2 separate regions of the Oryza sativa genome follow, and region 1 is linked to region 2. The links are chromatin contacts, called in public ChIA-PET maps. All regions are on one chromosome and are shown on one strand. Each heading gives the region's core, a stretch centred on a gene start, on an enhancer-like site or on the middle of the called end of the contact. The rest is flanking DNA. Distances are from core to core; before and after follow the strand shown. Region 1 holds the start of LOC136356732. Region 2 holds the start of LOC4326230 (zinc finger CCCH domain-containing protein 5-like).

Evidence for each region. ChIA-PET counts read pairs in DNA pulled down with a chosen protein or histone mark.
Region 1: a contact with region 2 is called in an RNA polymerase II ChIA-PET map of leaf, with 6 times the contacts expected there. The contact joins the promoter of LOC136356732 here to the promoter of LOC4326230 in region 2. A contact is called at or near these places in 2 of 15 Hi-C or Micro-C datasets (leaf and an unstated tissue) and 2 of 4 datasets of contacts at active chromatin or transcription factors (leaf and seedling).

What each region holds. Positions count from the first base shown.
Region 1 is chr1:8,667,665-8,670,729 of ASM3414082v1, forward strand. It overlaps LOC136356732, which reads left to right and starts at 1,263. Exons shown (of 3, transcript XM_066310988.1): 1 at 1,263-1,341; 2 at 1,627-1,887; 3 at 2,292-2,663. The coding sequence starts at 1,638. The coding sequence ends at 2,326. It also overlaps the pseudogene LOC107278753.
Region 2 is chr1:8,609,826-8,612,959 of ASM3414082v1, forward strand. It overlaps LOC4326230 (zinc finger CCCH domain-containing protein 5-like), which reads right to left and starts at 1,483. Exons shown (of 7, transcript NM_001401637.1): 1 at 1,115-1,483; 2 at 785-966; 3 at 187-255; 4 at 1-13. The coding sequence starts at 1,187.

The DNA of each region.
Region 1 (3,065 bases), core at 13-2,512, 58 kb after region 2:
GGCGGAACGTGGGCGGAGCGGCGGCCGTACCGGTGCACCACGCGCATCACCCCCTCATAGTTCCACATCAGCCCTGACAGTGATGCCGCGCCGAGGTGTAGCGGCAGGTGCCTGCACACCACCGCAGTTTCCCGCCACAGCACCGACCCCGCAGCACGCCGTCGAGCCACCGCAGCTGCGCCTCACAGACGGCACCGTTGAACATCACGAACCGCCTGGCCACGCCGGCAAGGCCGCTCGGGTTGTTCTTGTCCGTGTTCGGGTTCCTCTTGTCCAAGAATCTCCCCGCTGCCGCGGCCATCGGGTGGTCGCGCGACCATCCCACGGCGTTGAAGTCGTACGCGTCGAGGAAGCGGTCAAACTCGGCGACGACGGCCTGGACGGCCAGCAGCGACCTGTCCTTGGGGCAGAAGCCGTCGACGATGTCACCGAAGTTGACACAAAAGCGGACGGCGCCACCGCCGCCGTCATTGGATGCTTGTGGTTGTGGGCATTCCAGGAGCGGACGGCTCTCTGGAGGACGGTGAGGCTGTGGCGGTAGTAGCGGGGGACGCCGAGGAAGGAGCGGCCGTCGGGGATGTCAGTGTGCTGGGCGTCGGCGTTCGGCGGCTGAACCAGCATCGGTCGTCGTTGCCGAATGATTGCCAATCGGCCGACGACCACCACAAGTTTGTCTTCCTCTCCGGCGAGCGGTGACCACTGGCCAGTGACCAAGAGAGGGGAGGAGGAAGAGGAGTATCCGCCGCGTCCACCGCTCGTGTCGAGGTGGACGATGTCGCCGAAGCGTCTCCAAGTCGGCGCGCTCTGCCCCTTTTCCCCGCCGGCCACTGCTCATCGTCCCGCCGCCAGGTTGGCCGCCGCCGCATGGATCCCGCCGCTGGGTCGCCGCATTGGGAGAAGGAGGAGACGGCAAGAGACAGCGAGATTGGGGAGGAGACGTGGGTCCCACTATAAATAGTTTATTTTTAGTCGAACAGTCACTTACACGTGGGTCCTAGTTTTTTTTTTTTTGCCACGTCAAACGAAACCAGGGACTATACTGCCGAGGGACCTTATTTGCACGGGTTTTATAAGTTGGGGATGCGTTGTATCTGGTTTTGTGCTGCAGGGACGAAAATCGGACTAAGAGACAAATAAAGGGACCTAAAGTGAACTTATGCCTTCTTTGTTACAGTTTGTCAGCGCTGCTGCTGAGACGGCCCAGGCCCACGGCCCACATTCCTCCTCTCTCTTTCTCTCTCGCTTCTCCAACGCCACACAGCGAGAAAAAAACGCAACAACGCTGGCGACCTTCCTGACGACGCCGACGAGCTCGACCTCCCCGACGGTGAGGCGATCCAGGTCAGCTCCGCGCCTCCTCCTCCTCCTCCTCCTCCACATCCCCTCGCCCCGCCCCTCCGCCGCCGCCGCCGCCGGTCCTCTGCCTCCCAGGCCATCCCTCTAAGACCATGGAATCCATCCCCCACTTCCTCTCCCCCGGAAACCCTAAACCCAAACCCCCATTGCCGCGTTCAGACATTCGCGGATTAAGGTTTTCGGGCCTAGTGGGACGTGGTGTTTGGAGCTGCCACTCACTTTCTCAGATAGTGTTTGGAGCTTGGTTCTGATTAACATTGATGCATACAGGCGTTTTCAGGATGGGCAGTGAGGACACAAAAGATATGCTGAAGAATGTGGACTGGAAAACAGTTGGTGGTTCGGTGAGCACCGACCCAAGCCAACCAGTTGTTAAAAAGCGTCTCCCGAAGAAAATCAGACAAGTTCCTGAATGCTATTTTCTGCCTCGGCGATCTTTGCCTTCTGCATTGGCAATCTATGGCGCTGCGTGTGCTGCTGGAGTTGGCGCAGGGATGCTGCTTGAGGTTTGGATAAACAAAAAGATCAAAGGTGCATTCTTGTTTTATTTGGTAGCAGGAGGGGCCATTCAACTTAGGAAAAGTCTATACGTACTAACTTTTTCTTACTAAATTTTTACTAACACTGACATGTCATGCTATGAGTCCATCTAGATTTTTTATAACTTCCATCTGCTTAAATCAAACGGTTGATATGATTGTTAGTACAAATTTAGTAAGAAAAAATTAGTACGTGTAGCAGTGCTCTTCAACTTACGTTCTTGCAAAGTAACTGTTTTCTTGAAAACTTATGATGTTGTATTATACAATTGAAAGCATTACTCTTCTTTTGTCTTGGATAATGTTGGGTTGAACAATTGAAAGCATGTAACACCTTTTTGTTTGTTGCCTGTATATTTTTGTACATATACTTACTCTTCTTACTTGCTGATGCAGAGGACAGTGCCATTGTCTGGGAAATGGGCAAATGATTTGATTGCTACCTCTGAAGAGTTCTCCTTGCTCGTGTTCAGCTGCTAAAGCTGCATCTCAGAAATAATCTTAGCTATATTGGTTCTGATTATCTTTTGATTCCCAGACAAAGTAAAACTATCCTTTCTAATGTATGACACTGCCTTACATCTACATTTCTGGTTTCATTTTGAATGCTAGCATAACAGTATGGTGTAACAGGAAATATCAGAAATAACGGTGTTACGGAATGAGCCATTTCTGTTTGGCATTATCAGTTGTACGAATTAATTGATTGTGTGGACAGTGGTAGTTACATGCTCTGATGGAAATATCAAAAATCATTTGGCCTACAAAGTTATGAAGTGTGCTCTCTGCTCAAACAAAAGATTTTGATATCTGTATGAGGAAGCCTCCAGCGTATCTACGCTAGTAAACATTTTTGGGGGTTCTCAATTCCTTCCCGTACTCTGATTATGAATGTAAACTTGCCTGCTAATGAATAGAATGTCCGATTTTTATCTAAAAAAATAGAAAAACATTTTTCTTTTCAACAAAAATGGATCCTATAGATCAAAACAAAGGGCAGCTAGAGACGCATGCCTCATGAAAACAAAACTGCGATTATAAAACAGAACTGTACTAGATTCTAAACATTATGAAACTGTGTGCATTACAGCAGAACATTGAAGCTTTTCAAGCGTCACGTCCAGATTAGCTTCACTGATTAATGCTTCACATATCAGGACACACTGGCAA
Region 2 (3,134 bases), core at 233-2,732:
TCTTCATATAGTACTGCATTTTTTATCACAAAATGTTAACCCGAAGAGTATCCAGCACATGACACACACAAAAAAAAAAATCATCTGTAGCCTAAATAGGTTGCCCACTTCTATAGGCACATTTTTTTGGGTTTGATATGATCATATGAGTGAGAGCTTGCACAAAATGAGAATCAGATAAATTACCTCACAAACTGGTTGCCCCGGCCGTTCTGGATACTCTGCCGAATGTGTGGTCTTCCCACCTCCATTTAACTAATAAACAAATAACAATATGAATGTTTAAATCAAAAGCAGGATAAAATACCTCGATTTCAATCCATTGTCATGAATTCACAATCATTACACTCTACCTAAGGCTCTAATCTTTACCACCAGTTCAAAGCACATGGTCCATCTACTTGATCCATAAGCAAAACATAGATTAAAAAAGAAAAGGGGAAGCGTTTGCCAACAGAAAAAAAAAGGACCAGACAAGTGGCTAGGCCTGCATGTGGAGCTCAGAATTGTCCACATCAACCATAAGACCGAGACACCAAACTAATCAAGCAAACCATCGCTACCAGCAAAGGCGCAATCAACTTTCACTTCTATGCTCACAAGATAAGATCCCACAGGCCATAAGTAGAATTAATTCTCGGCGAGAGGTTTCAGCTTGAAGCCCCCCACCTCAAAATCAACCGGACGTAATCCAATAGGGCGGTCATTGTCACCGTAGCTAAAGTCAGGAGGTGAAAAAAAAAAAAAGAGGAGTAGAGCAGCGAGAGGGGGAATTGGTGCTCACCACTGCTGCGGCGGCGCGATCGCGCGGGTGGTTGTAGCGGCAGTTCTCCCCGTAGCCGCAAGCCCCCGTGCGGAGGTAGTAGACGCAGTCCGCCTCCCCCGGCCGCTCCGGCAGCCTCCCTGCCGCCACCGCCTCCCCTCCGCCACCCCCGCCGCCGCCCAGCCCCATCCTCCACATCGACTCTGCAGCAAACAAGCACAAAAACCTCACAACGCCGCACACATTCGAGCTCGAGCACACGAAGATCCAAAACCCTAGCACCCCCCCAAACCCAAACCCCAACCAAAACCGCAAGGGCACGGGGTTTGGTCGGGAATTCCGCTTCCGTACCTTCGAGCCCGGTGTCGGTGCTGCCTCCACCTCCTCCTCCTCCTCCCCCCTCCGCCGCCGCGTACGGCTCCATCACCACCACCACCCCAAACCTCTCCGCCCTCCCCCCGCCGCCGCTCCTCCCGCGACCGGCGATCGGAGACAGAATCGGAGGCGAAATTGGAGGCCCGCCTCCTCTTCCCTCCCCACCAAAATCTCGGCGTGGCTTGCTCCTCCTCCTCCTCGTCGCGGCCGCCGTACGGTCGCCTCGAGTCGCGTGGCTTTCTCCTCTCCTCTCCGCGTGAGTGGGACAAGGAGGCGGAGAAACGGTGGTGGAGTAGGCGCCAAGGGGAAAGTGGCAGAGAAGGGAAAGGAAAGGAAAGGAAAGCGAAGGGGGGGGGGGGGGGGAGGGGGGAGGAGGGGGCGAAACGGAAAGAGTAGACGCGTCTCCCTCCCGCATTCAATGCGCGGTCGTCGTGACGGTCGCTGCCATCTGCTGCTGCTGCTGCTGCTGCTGCTGGGTTGGCTGGCAGGTGGGCCCCACCGCGTCACGTGCCCTCTCGCCTCACGAGTAGTAGGAGGACGACGCTGGCTAGCACTAGCAGTAGCAGCCTAGTGGTGATGGTACTGTAGCTATTTCTTGCGTGAGAAGGGAATGGGTTTTCTTTTTTTCCTTTTCGCACAAACTCCTTTGAAAGTGTTTCTTTACACATTTTTTTTCACACAAGATTCTGTTTATTACCCAAACTCTATATTTAGGTGGTGTTTGAATGTCCTGAAGACGAAGATTAAGTGTTTCACGCAAAACGAGGTTATAATAACCTGTGATTAATTGAGTTTTAATTATTCCAAACTTTAAAAATAGATTAATATAATATTTTAGAACAACTTTTATATAGAAAACTTTCGCACTAAACACACCGTTTAGCAGTTTGAAAAATGTGCCCCGAGTATCCAAAATTTAATCCAACTTTTGTTGGAGAAAAGAACACGGCCGTGTTCTTTACATAAATTCAAGCATCACCTCCTTTGTTCTCCAACTTTGTTTACATGTTGAATTTTGATTTATCTTCTGAGTTTGTGCGGTATACTACATACACATAAACTACATGCACATAAGTACAAATTGATAGCCTTATAATAAATGCAAACAAGGAAACCACAAACTTAAAACTGATTTATTATGGTTTTATCGATTAAGCTATACTGGTTAACCCAACTTAGTTTGTTATGCCACTCCACAAACAAAAAGAGAGTGAAAAGCCTTTGGCCATCCTCTCTACGATGAATAAATTATTTTTAATTTTTAAAGGAAATGAAAACCATCCACCAATTCACTCCTGATGCTCGGTGTTGATTCTGGCCGCAAATGAAGCTACGATCCATGAGCATCAATCTCTTGGTTACACATGTTGTTTATTGTTTAGAATTTTTGTATCAATTTTGTGGCTAACATCATCCTCATTAGGATAGCCTTGGTCGTTGCCTCATTGATAAAGACAACATTAATGTCATCAATAATAGAATTTTCCATTGCCAGTGGTTCAAGGTCAACAACCGGTGGATCTGTCCAGTCAATAATAAAGTATGTATGACCAAAACATGGATATTCAATAAAAAACGTGGGTCAAAGTTGTATATGTCAATATCGATGATGATGTTAATGAGATGACAACACTCCCGTCGTGATCAGCAATCTTTTGGCAACATCGACGATATCTGTCGGATGAAACTAGAAATCCATTGGCAAGCTGGCCAAGAAAATGAGCCACATCACCATAAGTGAGAATATGATAGAATCCTCACTATTGTTGAGTTCCTTTAGTGTGATGGTGGTCAAGGATGGATGGTCTTTTATAGTGGCCTATTCAGGCCACCATCGGTTGGCATATGCTGTTGTATATCAGCACAACTAGGCTGATGCTTATCAGCATAAGTTTTTCTATCATCTGATGCTATAGTCTAAGGAGCCAACCGATGGGCTGTTGCTGAAAATCAGCCTTAGCAACAGCCAACCAATGAGGCTGTCAAGTAGTGGCCT